2 separate regions of the Sus scrofa genome follow, and region 2 is linked to region 1. Evidence: chromatin contacts called from public Hi-C data. All regions are on one chromosome and are shown on one strand. The core of a region is the stretch at or near the end of the contact, and the rest is flanking DNA. Distances in the headings are between cores, read along the strand shown.

Evidence for each region. A called contact is a pair of places that touch in the nucleus more often than the background predicts.
Region 2: a Hi-C map of skeletal muscle shows a contact between it and region 1, with 6 times the contacts expected there. The contact joins the enhancer-like site here to the promoter of MYL1 in region 1. A contact is called at or near these places in 9 of 47 Hi-C or Micro-C datasets (adipocytes, embryonic fibroblasts, fetal skeletal muscle and 3 more) and 1 of 2 datasets of contacts at active chromatin or transcription factors (skeletal muscle).

What each region holds. Positions count from the first base shown.
Region 1 is chr15:113,049,103-113,054,345 of Sscrofa11.1, forward strand. MYL1 (myosin light chain 1) reads right to left here and starts at 2,213. Exons shown (of 7, transcript NM_214374.2): 1 at 2,141-2,213; 2 at 1,389-1,413. The coding sequence starts at 2,143. All of the region lies in intron 1 of LOC102160916 (a long non-coding RNA gene), which reads left to right.
Region 2 is chr15:113,096,819-113,102,226 of Sscrofa11.1, forward strand. No RefSeq gene overlaps it. Among named protein-coding and RNA genes, the nearest start is that of MYL1, 48 kb to the left of the region's middle. Within about 2 kb of position 3,928, at least 2 of the 83 cell types and tissues checked have an H3K27ac peak or open chromatin away from gene starts, as enhancers often do. A contact at or near this core is called in fetal skeletal muscle and skeletal muscle, where this site is marked.

The DNA.
Region 1 (5,243 bases), core at 963-3,462:
ATGAGATATTTTGGACGCTGAAAAAGACTGAAAATGTTGAATCCTTTAGGTAGAGAAATGAGGTATAACTATAATCATACATTTATGAGTATTATTACAATTATTTACATATTATATATTATAACATATAATATATACATACTTATTATGACCAATATTAAAACTTACACAATATTATATAATTAAAATTTTCTCTTCTCCCTTCTTAGATGTATTTTTGTCTCAGTTTATTTAAATATGTGACACTTGCACTCCATAAACATTCTGCCCTAAGCTTTCTAGTGAAAAAGCAAGATTGATAGGGCACAAGATCTCTTGGGACCAAAGACCTGAAGAAGAAAAAGTGGAAGTCTTAGGGAAACTATTCAGATTCTCTTGAATCTCCAAAGTTTGAAGTCTTCTAGTTAGAAACTGTTTGTATGATAGAAATTTCTAATTAATTCAAACTAATACTAGATTTTGATCCTAACATTAATTGTTGGGAGCTTTAAGCCAGTTTCAGTACTTTTCTGGGAGCCTGTCCTGCATCTCTAAAACTGGACCAGGAGATGTCTAAGCTTCCTTCAATAGTTTTTTCTTTTTTATAAATTATTTCCCTTCTCTTTGTCTCTGAATGCACTTTTATTCTATATCCCCTTCATCCGCTATTTTTCTCAACTTACTGTGGTGCCCATTGATATGTGGATTTGGTAATTAAGCAGTTTTGTAATCAATTTTGTTTTCTACACTGAACAATTTAGACATGTCCAATCTCTCTTTAGGGATTTCGTTGACAAATTAACCATCCTAAGTCCACATCATTTTGGGGGTTATATAGCGGGTAGTATTACTTACTGTATCAAATTGGTTTTATTAAGAAATCAGTGAGTATAAGGAATTCTTTTGTGGTATTTAGCTTTTGCTTGCTTAAATTTTTCGTTACTGATTATAAGCAAAAAGTTCACATTGAGAGACTTTATATTTAGAGTGATTGAGAGCATTTATATTTAGAGTGGCAACACCAGTGGGGATAATTAGAAAGAGCTAATCTCATCTCAGAGGAGTTGGTTTTCTCACATGCCATCTTTATAAGTGTGCACATTTAAAAACTATGTCGTTTAAACTTACCATCCTGCTGTTCCTTAGAGAACTCGATCTGTTAGAAAGAAATTAACCACAAAGAATATTTTAACCAAACAAAAATGTCCTGGTTTTTAAATGTATCCAAGCTCATTCCCTGAGTAATCTTCAAAGTAAGCTCAAAAAGTATGCTTACTTTTCAGAATTCAGGCATAGCTTGGATACTAATAGGTTGAGCCACACAGTAACATGCCTTGGAGATGAGTGATATTTCAGAAACTAAGCAGTTCTCTGCCTACATCTGTAATAGAGAAGCTTGATTCACTTACCAGCAATCTGGTCAGCACTGAAGGACTGCAGTGGCGAGAGAGAGGAAGAAAGAAAGAAACAACTAGTACTCTTTCAAATGCATTGACAGAAGAGAGTGCTTTTTGCTTCAAGATGTTTAGGAAGCCATGTAGGTGTCATAGAATAAGAGTTGCCTTAGGACATTTTTGAGTCTAGGAAAAATAAAAAGCTACTGCACAAGATAGTTAGGGAACATCTCTCTGCATCTTAATACACGAGTCAATGATTTAACAAATGCTAAATCAGATTCTTTCTGGAAAAATATAATAATCTATGGTGTATTTAAGATATATCTAATAAAGATATACTTACTAAGAAGTTCATATAGACTGCATTAAAAAGATCATTTTAAATCTTTCTTCTTTTTAACCAGTACATTTTTACCCAATGCATTGGAAGTAGTTTACTTAATTTTAGTTATTGGCACCATTGGATTGTTTTCTAAGGTATACTATTTTGCTATAGTTGAAGGTTTTTTTTCCCCTAAATTTAGATATAATAAACCTTATGTGATATAGCAAAGTTGGTGAAGCATAAAATATGCTTTTGGGAATAAGATGTATTTTTCTAGTTGAAGTAATAGCTTGAATTAATTTCTTCTATTCTTAACCCACCTCAGCAAAGCCCCAGAATAGATTCTACAGATTCATACTGAATATGTTCTCTCCTCAGTTTTATTCCTACCCACTATCTGTATCTTTCTGTAAGTTACAGTTTTTCTCATAGGACCCACCATGATGAAACTGCTGGGCTGCAAACAGCGGCGAAGCTGAAGAGTGAGTTGAGGGCTGATCCAATCCCTGAGTGGGGGGCCTCCCTTGCTGAGGCTCCCTTTTATTTCTGGAGAAGCTCTGACTTCATAACTAGCATCAGATTTCAGAGAGAGGTAGCCACACCCCTTGGAGAGTTCTTTAGCTTTCTTAGGGCAAAGGGAAAGAGGGATCTGTACCCTGAGGTCTATTTTTAGGAAATCAGAACCTAGGAGTGGACAGCCATAGTGAGACCAATGCCTATCAGTACTTTTATGGTCTTTATCCCTGAGAAGTTCTCTTGGACTGTCTTCCTTTAAGAAGCTCCTTATGTGTTCAGTGGCAAAGGAGCTTAGAATTTCTCTAAAGACTTGAGCTGACCTCTTCTCTTGGTTAATTATGGACTTGGCAAACTTCAAGTTAGCAATTTTGGTAGTAATGAGACTTTTTGTGTAGGACTGGTTTAGGATTTCAAATGGCAACATTTACAGAAGGAATGCCTTCTGAAGCTCTGTCCCTTGTGGTAAAGTTCAGAGGACTTAAAAGGGCCATGCATATTCTGTATGTTTCTTAGGGTCCACTCCAGTGAAAATCTGGTCAGTTTGTGAAATCTCCAATTAAGGACCATTATTTTGCAAGTTGTATTCTCAGGAGTATAGAGTTTAAGCTAGGAATGGTTTTAATCTCCATTTTCACCAATCTCCTTTAGTTTGTTTTTTATGTTAGGGGTGAGTATTTGCTTTCCTTCCATTATCTTTATGGTGGCTAACTAGTCATATTTTTTGAATTTATGAAGTTCTAGGAAGGAGAGCTGATAGATCATTTTTGTGTTCTTTTACTTTCATTCTATACATATATTCTTTTAAAATTTAAAAATGTTGCTTATGTTCTTACTAGAATGACCTGATTTCCTCTCTGCCATGTCAAACATTTTTATGGCTTCATCTCCAGACTGAGAACTAAAAGAATCCAAAGCAGAGGATGTGAAATGCAAAGTTGTACTTTAGAATTTTAAAGGTATCTGAGGGATTGGCTGGTAGTAAATTTTCATGGCAGCTTACCTGATAATAGAGGGCAATTCCCTTCTTAGAATGGCACTGGGAAAAGATCAGTTTAAGATGTCCACTAAAGTTCAGACTTGTTTATCAGTTTTCTACATGTTTAAAGGAGTTCAAAGCATAAAGAATGTTGGAGACAAATTCAAATTTATGCACTGTTTCAGCAACTGCTTTTAAGGGAATGGTCACAAAAAGTGTAGTCTCCTTCTGATAGACAGTTTTGTATTTTGAAGCTTTCCCTCAAGCCATTTGGAAAAAAAATCAACATTTAAATGAGTATAATTTTTCATCCAAAGTTTACAAGTAACAAAAAAAATTTCATAGAGTCTGAGTCCCAAAATGGGGATTAAAAATATAATTTAAAAATATTAGAGCCCAGGTAGACATATCTTCATGAACAGATTGCCATTTTGAGAGGCTGTTGGGAAATGGAAGTTAAGAGAAAAAATTTGAACCCTTTGAATCATTAGGGGGAAATGAAAGTGAGAAATAAAGGTGGAAATTTGTCACCTTGATAATTGTGTAATTGGAGTTTCATGATTTTTGATATATTAGAGCCATTAGAGCAGACTATGTTTCTTTGTGTTCTTTTTAGTCTTTTATTTTTATTTATGTATTGTGTCAATAAGTTTGAATTGCCCTATGATTAATATTGAGTACTGGCATGTATCTTTAGTAAATAACTGTAGGTAATACCAAAAACTCATCAAAGTTGCCCTACATAATGCCTATCATATGCCCTGTACAATGCTCATTTTCATTTTTTTTTTCAGGTAGAAATATGTGTCCTTGAATAAATATAAAATACAGTCAGTTTGTGTAAAATCTGTTGAGTAAACTGGAAAGTCATTTTAATAGTTTTATTTTTATTATAAATATGTTATTCATAACCACTTGGATGTTAAAGCTTTATTATTATTAAAATAGAATTGAGGCAGTTGTCAAACTATTTCATGCCAGTTTTTCTCTACATTTTTAATCACATAGAGTGGAAGTTTAGTTTTTTTATGCTTATTGAGAAAGTAAACCTTTAATCAAGCTATTGACATTTGTAGATAAGGCCATGATCAAGCCTGGTCTAGAGAATAAACTACAGTTTAAAAGTTAGAAGACCAAGATACTGTGCTCATAGAATAAATGGGGGATGCTATTTATTCTCTGGTACATTTTACACCTTTACAAATGGCAATAGCTTTCTCTTGTATTTCTTTCTGGGTGTTATAATGATGAAGTAATCAGCCCTTTGAACAAATGGCATGATATGAATACAAAATGTCAGCTGATTTTTCAACTCAGTTTGCTATGTCATCATTTAGTTTGTTTTGAAAATTAGATTTAAGTCTCTTCTATCTGGAATGCTTCTTAGAATTTAACTATCCTTCAAATCCCTGATAAAAATCTCCTCTGGAAAGAAAATTTTCTACTTGCCTAGCTCCTTTCTCCGCTGAAAGACGTTTAATCTTCCTGATTGCCACCTTCTGGGAAGCACAGGATGTTACTGGGACCATTTCCCTTGGTCCATGATGTGAATCCGGGTGCGAGCCAACATCTCTACCCCCTAGATTTTATCTTCCGTAACTCGATAAAATGTCTTGCCTATAGTTAGGATGCTCAGCAGAATTTTCATTAAGATCATTAGAGCATATGTATAGTAAGTTCCTCTTTCAAACAAGGCTCCTCTTCTAGAATGTTATATTCCCTGAGGTAAGAGACCTTATCAGTTCTTCAAAGAGCTTGCATTCTGGGGCGGGAAGTGGGGAGGCACACATTCTCTTTTGATGGTACATCTCCAGCACCTAGAACGCACATTGTAGGCATGCTCGCTCTGAATTCTTGACGTACATCCTTTTATATTTCCAGAACCCTTTCGTAGATTTTATATAAGTGCTATGATCAGGACTTCTAATTTGCCAGCCCTCAATTTTGTTTTTTTTGTTTTTTGTTTTTTTTTGTAAATGGGTTCTTCCATCTTAGCCTACATACTTATCTTAGACTGCTGGTAAAATAACTACATCTCACATTTTTGCTA
Region 2 (5,408 bases), core at 2,678-5,177, 49 kb after region 1:
TTCTACCAGCTCTTGTCTGATATCCATAACTGAGGGAGTCATGGTATGGCCTGTTTACCATACCAACCAGCTGCTAGGGGAAGAGATAGAAGGGCGATAGAGCAATGTATAAAGGAGAATTCTGAGAGGAGCACTGTTCTATTAGAAAGTGTTTGCTCCAGTCCCTTTCCACTAAATATTATTGATTTAGGGATTCATGCATATGTCTCTTAAGACTCCATTTTGCCCAAGGTTTACATATAAGCTATTGTTCCTGGGGAGAGGGGTGGAGGAGGGGAGAATGGGAGGTCAGTGTTGATCCTTGGCCACTTTTATTGCTGTTTCAATGGTTCAAGTTATGTATTTGAATATGTAGTACACAGCACATGTAAAGCATATTGTCTGTAATTTAATTTTAAATATTTAAATGCTTTAAAACAGAGTTTATAATATACATGTATCTAGATTATTTTAATATATTCCCTAGGAGCAGGAATATTCAATTACATCAGTGGTTCTTTAGCTTTCAAAACTCCACTGAGTATGGGCTCCAAGAACAGTAAGTCCTTCAAATGTTACTCTCTGAACCCACATTAAGCAGTTCATTAGCTTGCATGAGGGGAGTTAGAGATGCTTTTTCAGTGGGGAATTGAATGATGTTAAAGATGTGTGGAGTTCCCATTGTGGCTCAGTGGATTAAGTACCGACACAGTGTCCGTAAGGATGCGGGTTCAATCCCTGGCCTCACTCAGTAGGTTAAGAATCTGGCATTGCCGCAAGCTGCAGTCTAGATCACAGATGTGGCTCAGATCTGGTGTTGCTGTGGCTGTGGTTTAGGGCAGAGGCTGCAGCTCTGTTTCTATCCCTAGCCTGAGAACTTCCATCTGCTGCAGGTGCGGCCTTGAAAAAAAAAAAAAAAAGATAAATGATTTGGGGTTATCTTGTGGCTCAACAGTTAAGGACCTGGCATTGTCACTGCAGCAGTTTGGTTGCTGTTGTGGTGTGGGTTCTATCCCTTGCCTGAGGAGAACTTCGATGTGCTACAGGTGCAGCCAAAAAAAAAAAAAAAAAAAAAAAAAAAAAAGGTGTGGTTTGGCTGGAAATATAGAATAGGCACTTTTAAAAGGAATTTATAAATATGAAAAATCAACAATCCCACACCCTTTGGAAGGTGTTCAATTCCAAGGACCAAGTTTTTGCTAGTCCCTACAACTTAACCAGGAATTCAGTTGACTGCCCTGATTGGAAGTTGATGATTAGGCCTCTAGAGCATCCTCATAACTGCCTTGGGACACCGGTTTGTGCAATATTCTCATTTTATGCCTAAAGAACAATGAGGTAGACTTCAGGAAACTTCCCAGAACAGGCTGTATGCCTGTATGGATGCTTTTGTGACTGCTGGTCAACTGATGTATATCTGAATGACAGAATTCTGTTTGCTATTTGCCTTCTAGATAATATGCTGACCTGGTAGTCACTTTACCAGAAGCTTTGGCTCTCATCTCTCTTTCTTGTTAGAGACTACTGATATCTACCAAAAAGAACTGCTGGCTATGAAGCTCAAATTGGCTTAGGTTGCTTTGAATACCAAGGAAATATTGATAAAATAAGGCCCAACACTAACACATTTGATAGGATGACCATATACTTTTTTTTTTTTTCCAAACTAAGACACTTTTGATAGTGAAAGGGGCACAATTAAGTCAGAACAATAGGCATACGTCAGGACACCCCCAAGGTATGTGGTCACCCAGCTTTCTTGAGGCCCTGTGTACTTGCTCCTATGCTAAGTCCTAATGATAAGGCGAATGTGTTTGCCTTTAAGGTTGACAAGAGGTGGTGAGAGTCTTGGGTGAAATTGACTGACAGAGTGTCCTTCTTATATTCACTTCATTCACTTCCCAAATTCTCATTTCCTCTACTAGATATTTTCACTCTAAGGTAAGAGGGCAGAGAAGCATGATTTTCCTGGGCTCTGCTCTATTCCCATCCTGGTGAAGTCTTTATTAATCTTTCTCTAATTAATTTAAAAAAATTTTCATCTTGTTAATAAATAGCAACAAAAACTAGAAACCAGGAGTCCTAAAACCATTCCATTTCTTTAGTAATTTAAAAAGTGAGAAGACAGGTTTTTAATAAGACGAATGCAAAGAGAGGAAGTCATTTTTCTAATTTTTTTATTGAGGTATGAATGAATGAATGAATTCACAATGAATGAATTTTTACTGCCACCTAGATCATGTTACTAAATACCGTGGACATCTCAGAAGGCCTCCTTGGGAAGTCATTTTGAATGATAATCGGGCTAGGTTGATATTCAACAGTTGTCAAGTTTTCTATCTGGTCTCAAACCCTTTGATTCAAAAGCTTATAAAACAGCAGCAGGGATTTGTAACTTCTTGCCATGACTCCAAGGAAGGTAGATAAGAAGCAGAATGGGAAGGGCACAAACAGAAAGATAGTGGGATAAACTAGAGTAATAAGCACTACCCGGCTTTTCTTTCTCCTCACTCCTTCCAGCATCTTTAACATCCTGATCTCAGAACGAAAGGAAGAAGAAAGTAAAAGAGAAAAAAGGAAGAAAGAAGGAAGGAAAGAGAGAGAGAAAGGAAGAAAGAAAGAAATGTAATATATGGGATGTTAACTTGGAGCCTGGGGTATAGGCATTGTTGTTCATAGAACTTCATGAACATTATCTTGTGAAAACCTGGCAAACACACTGTACATTGGAGAGCAGTATCGCTGTCCCCATTTTGCACTTGGGGAATCTGAAGTCTCAAAAATGTTAAGCAGTTTTCCCCAGATCACTCAGCTTTTACGTCTTAGAACTAGGATTCAAATCTTTTCAGCCATTATACCAGGATTCTGCTAGAAATGTGAATGCTGTTCCAATGCAAACATTTCATCTCTAAAATAAAAGATAGACTTATCATTGATGAAATGACTTGATTGGCCTAAGATTTTTCTCAGTCATTTTTCTTAGGATGGGTTTGAAGTTTACAGCTAACTAGGCTGATAGGAAGAGGGGAAAAACAAAGTTCATGGCAATTAGCATTGCTTTCATTTACTCCTTTTTCACCGACCTATATTTTTTCCATATATTTTGAGGGCAGTATATGAACTTAAAAAGAGAAGCTGTTTAATGTTCCCACTAAATCAACTATGACTACAGAAGATTCTTATAATACAAGGGTAATGTCATTTGCAGTTTTTCATGGTTATGGGGTTCTTCCTGCTATTAGGAATTCTAAGAAGTAGCTACACAGAGACATAAAAAGAGAAAGCTGAACCAATGATCTGAAGATACAAATTCATATTCATGTGAACTATATAAAATTGCAGTTTTTGTAGGTAGAAAAGAGTAGAATATCATCAAGATAATGTGATTCACCTGCAATGGAGGGAAAATTGTGATTTGAGTAGTAAATCTCTTTAAAAATGAAATTAGGTATTCTTAAATTCTTACCATGTGCTCTTTCTATAAACAGAGCCAGAATTTACTTGCCCAAACTCTACCTCCCAATCTTGAGAAATGCCCTTTAAAAAAATTCACCTAGTGTTCTCTCTCAAGAAGACTTCATTGGTTTATTTTTGAAGGGTGATGATTTTAAGCATGTCAAGACAAAGAGATGGCCTCTGTGATGTTACAGAACAGGTGCACAATTGGTTTGCTGGACCCTGGCTGTCCCTCAGGACGGATATGGCATGCAGTGCTTCTACTTGAGGAAGCTTCTCTCAGTGATAAGGCAGGATGGGCTTCGCCAGTGAGAAAGTGCCAGGTCTTAAAATGGAAGCCAAGGGACTTGGGGACTAAAATAAAACTAAACCAAATGGTGGAAACACGCTCAACTCCTTAATTTATCTGATCAGAGCCAACAGGCGCCACTGTGTAGAACATTTGCTCCTGTCCCAAATGCCATTAAAGCAGCAGTGGAACTATTTCTAGGCTTGGCTCCAGACTGATGGCGGATGAACTAACAGTGGATTTGGTTTCAGCCTGGAGTCACTGAGAAATGGTGACAGACTGCAGTCACTGCAAAAGTCTGTGGGCATCAAGTGTTCCCTGGAGTACATACCTGCCTGGAGGAGACTCTGCAGCTCCTAAGAAATATTCCTCTAGAGACTTGTGGCTGCCTGATGGGAGGGGGAGGGAGTGGGAGGGATCAGGAGCTTGGGCTTATCAGACACAACTTAGAATAGATTTACAAGGAGATCCTGCTGAATAGCATTGAGAACTATGTCTAGATACTCATGTTGCAACAGAAGAAAGGGTGGGGGAAAAACTGTAATGGTAATGTATACATGTAAGGATAACCTGACCCCCTTGCTGTACAGTGGGAAAATAAAATAAAAAAAAAAAAGAAATATTCCTCTAATTCCAATCTCAACCCAACCCCAACTCCTCCCCTGTACTACTCTGCTTTGTTCCCTTAATACAGCTGCATTGTTGCTTAGATTTAAGGGTTTTGACAGTAGTTTGCCTGAAGCGTACTAGGCTATCTTAATATTTAGTCATTGCCCCTGAAAATTGCACTATGTCATGTAAAGGGTACAAAGAGGGGCAAAGCTATCTTTTGCTATTCTGGGATAGTAGTTACTAGTAAGAAGAGAAAAAAAAAAAAATAGAAGGCTTTGTTTTAGGAAATACATGGAAATCCTGACAACCCTCCTCTGACTTTCTCTGAAATCAGCACTTTGTATGCTCCCACCCCCAATCAATCTGCCACTAGTTGTGTCCTTAAATTCCTTAACCTCTTTGGAACTGACTGTTCACACATTTGCAAAAAGGAAGTGTTCAAAAATCTCTAAGAATCTTGTAAGTGCTAATGTTCTATGAGTGCAAATGTAAAAGTACCTTTAAAGGTGCTGTATAGTGGAATGGCCTCTGCCTGTCATTCATTCTCAAAGTCCAACCCCTCTGCTCAACTTCCCTGCCACTTCTCAGGTCTTAGTCCTTCCCTGGGGTACTTCTCTGGGAGTTGCCTAATGATTTTCCTGTTACCAGCCTTTCCTTTCTCCTATCCATCTTCTGTGTGAATGCATAAGTCATCTTTCCATTTGCAAATCTAGCCTTCTCATTCACTCTGCTGAAGATAAAAGAGGGTGTTTTTCCTACATTTTGATGTTTCTTTTTCTTTTCTTTTTTTATAACTGCCATTGGTGATATGGCCTCTGATACTGATGACAGTGGTTCTCAAACTTTATTGTAAATCAGAATCAGCTGGAGGGCTTGCTAAACTACAGGTTGATGGGTTCCATTCCTAGATTTCAGAATTAGTAGGTCTGTGAGGAGGTCTGAGAATGTGCACATCCAACAAATTCCCAGAAAATTCTGATGATGCTGGTTCAGATAACCACTGGCTAACAAAATAATATCCACACTGCTTAAGATGAAACCCAAGACTCTTTGGCAATTACAACCTTAGACT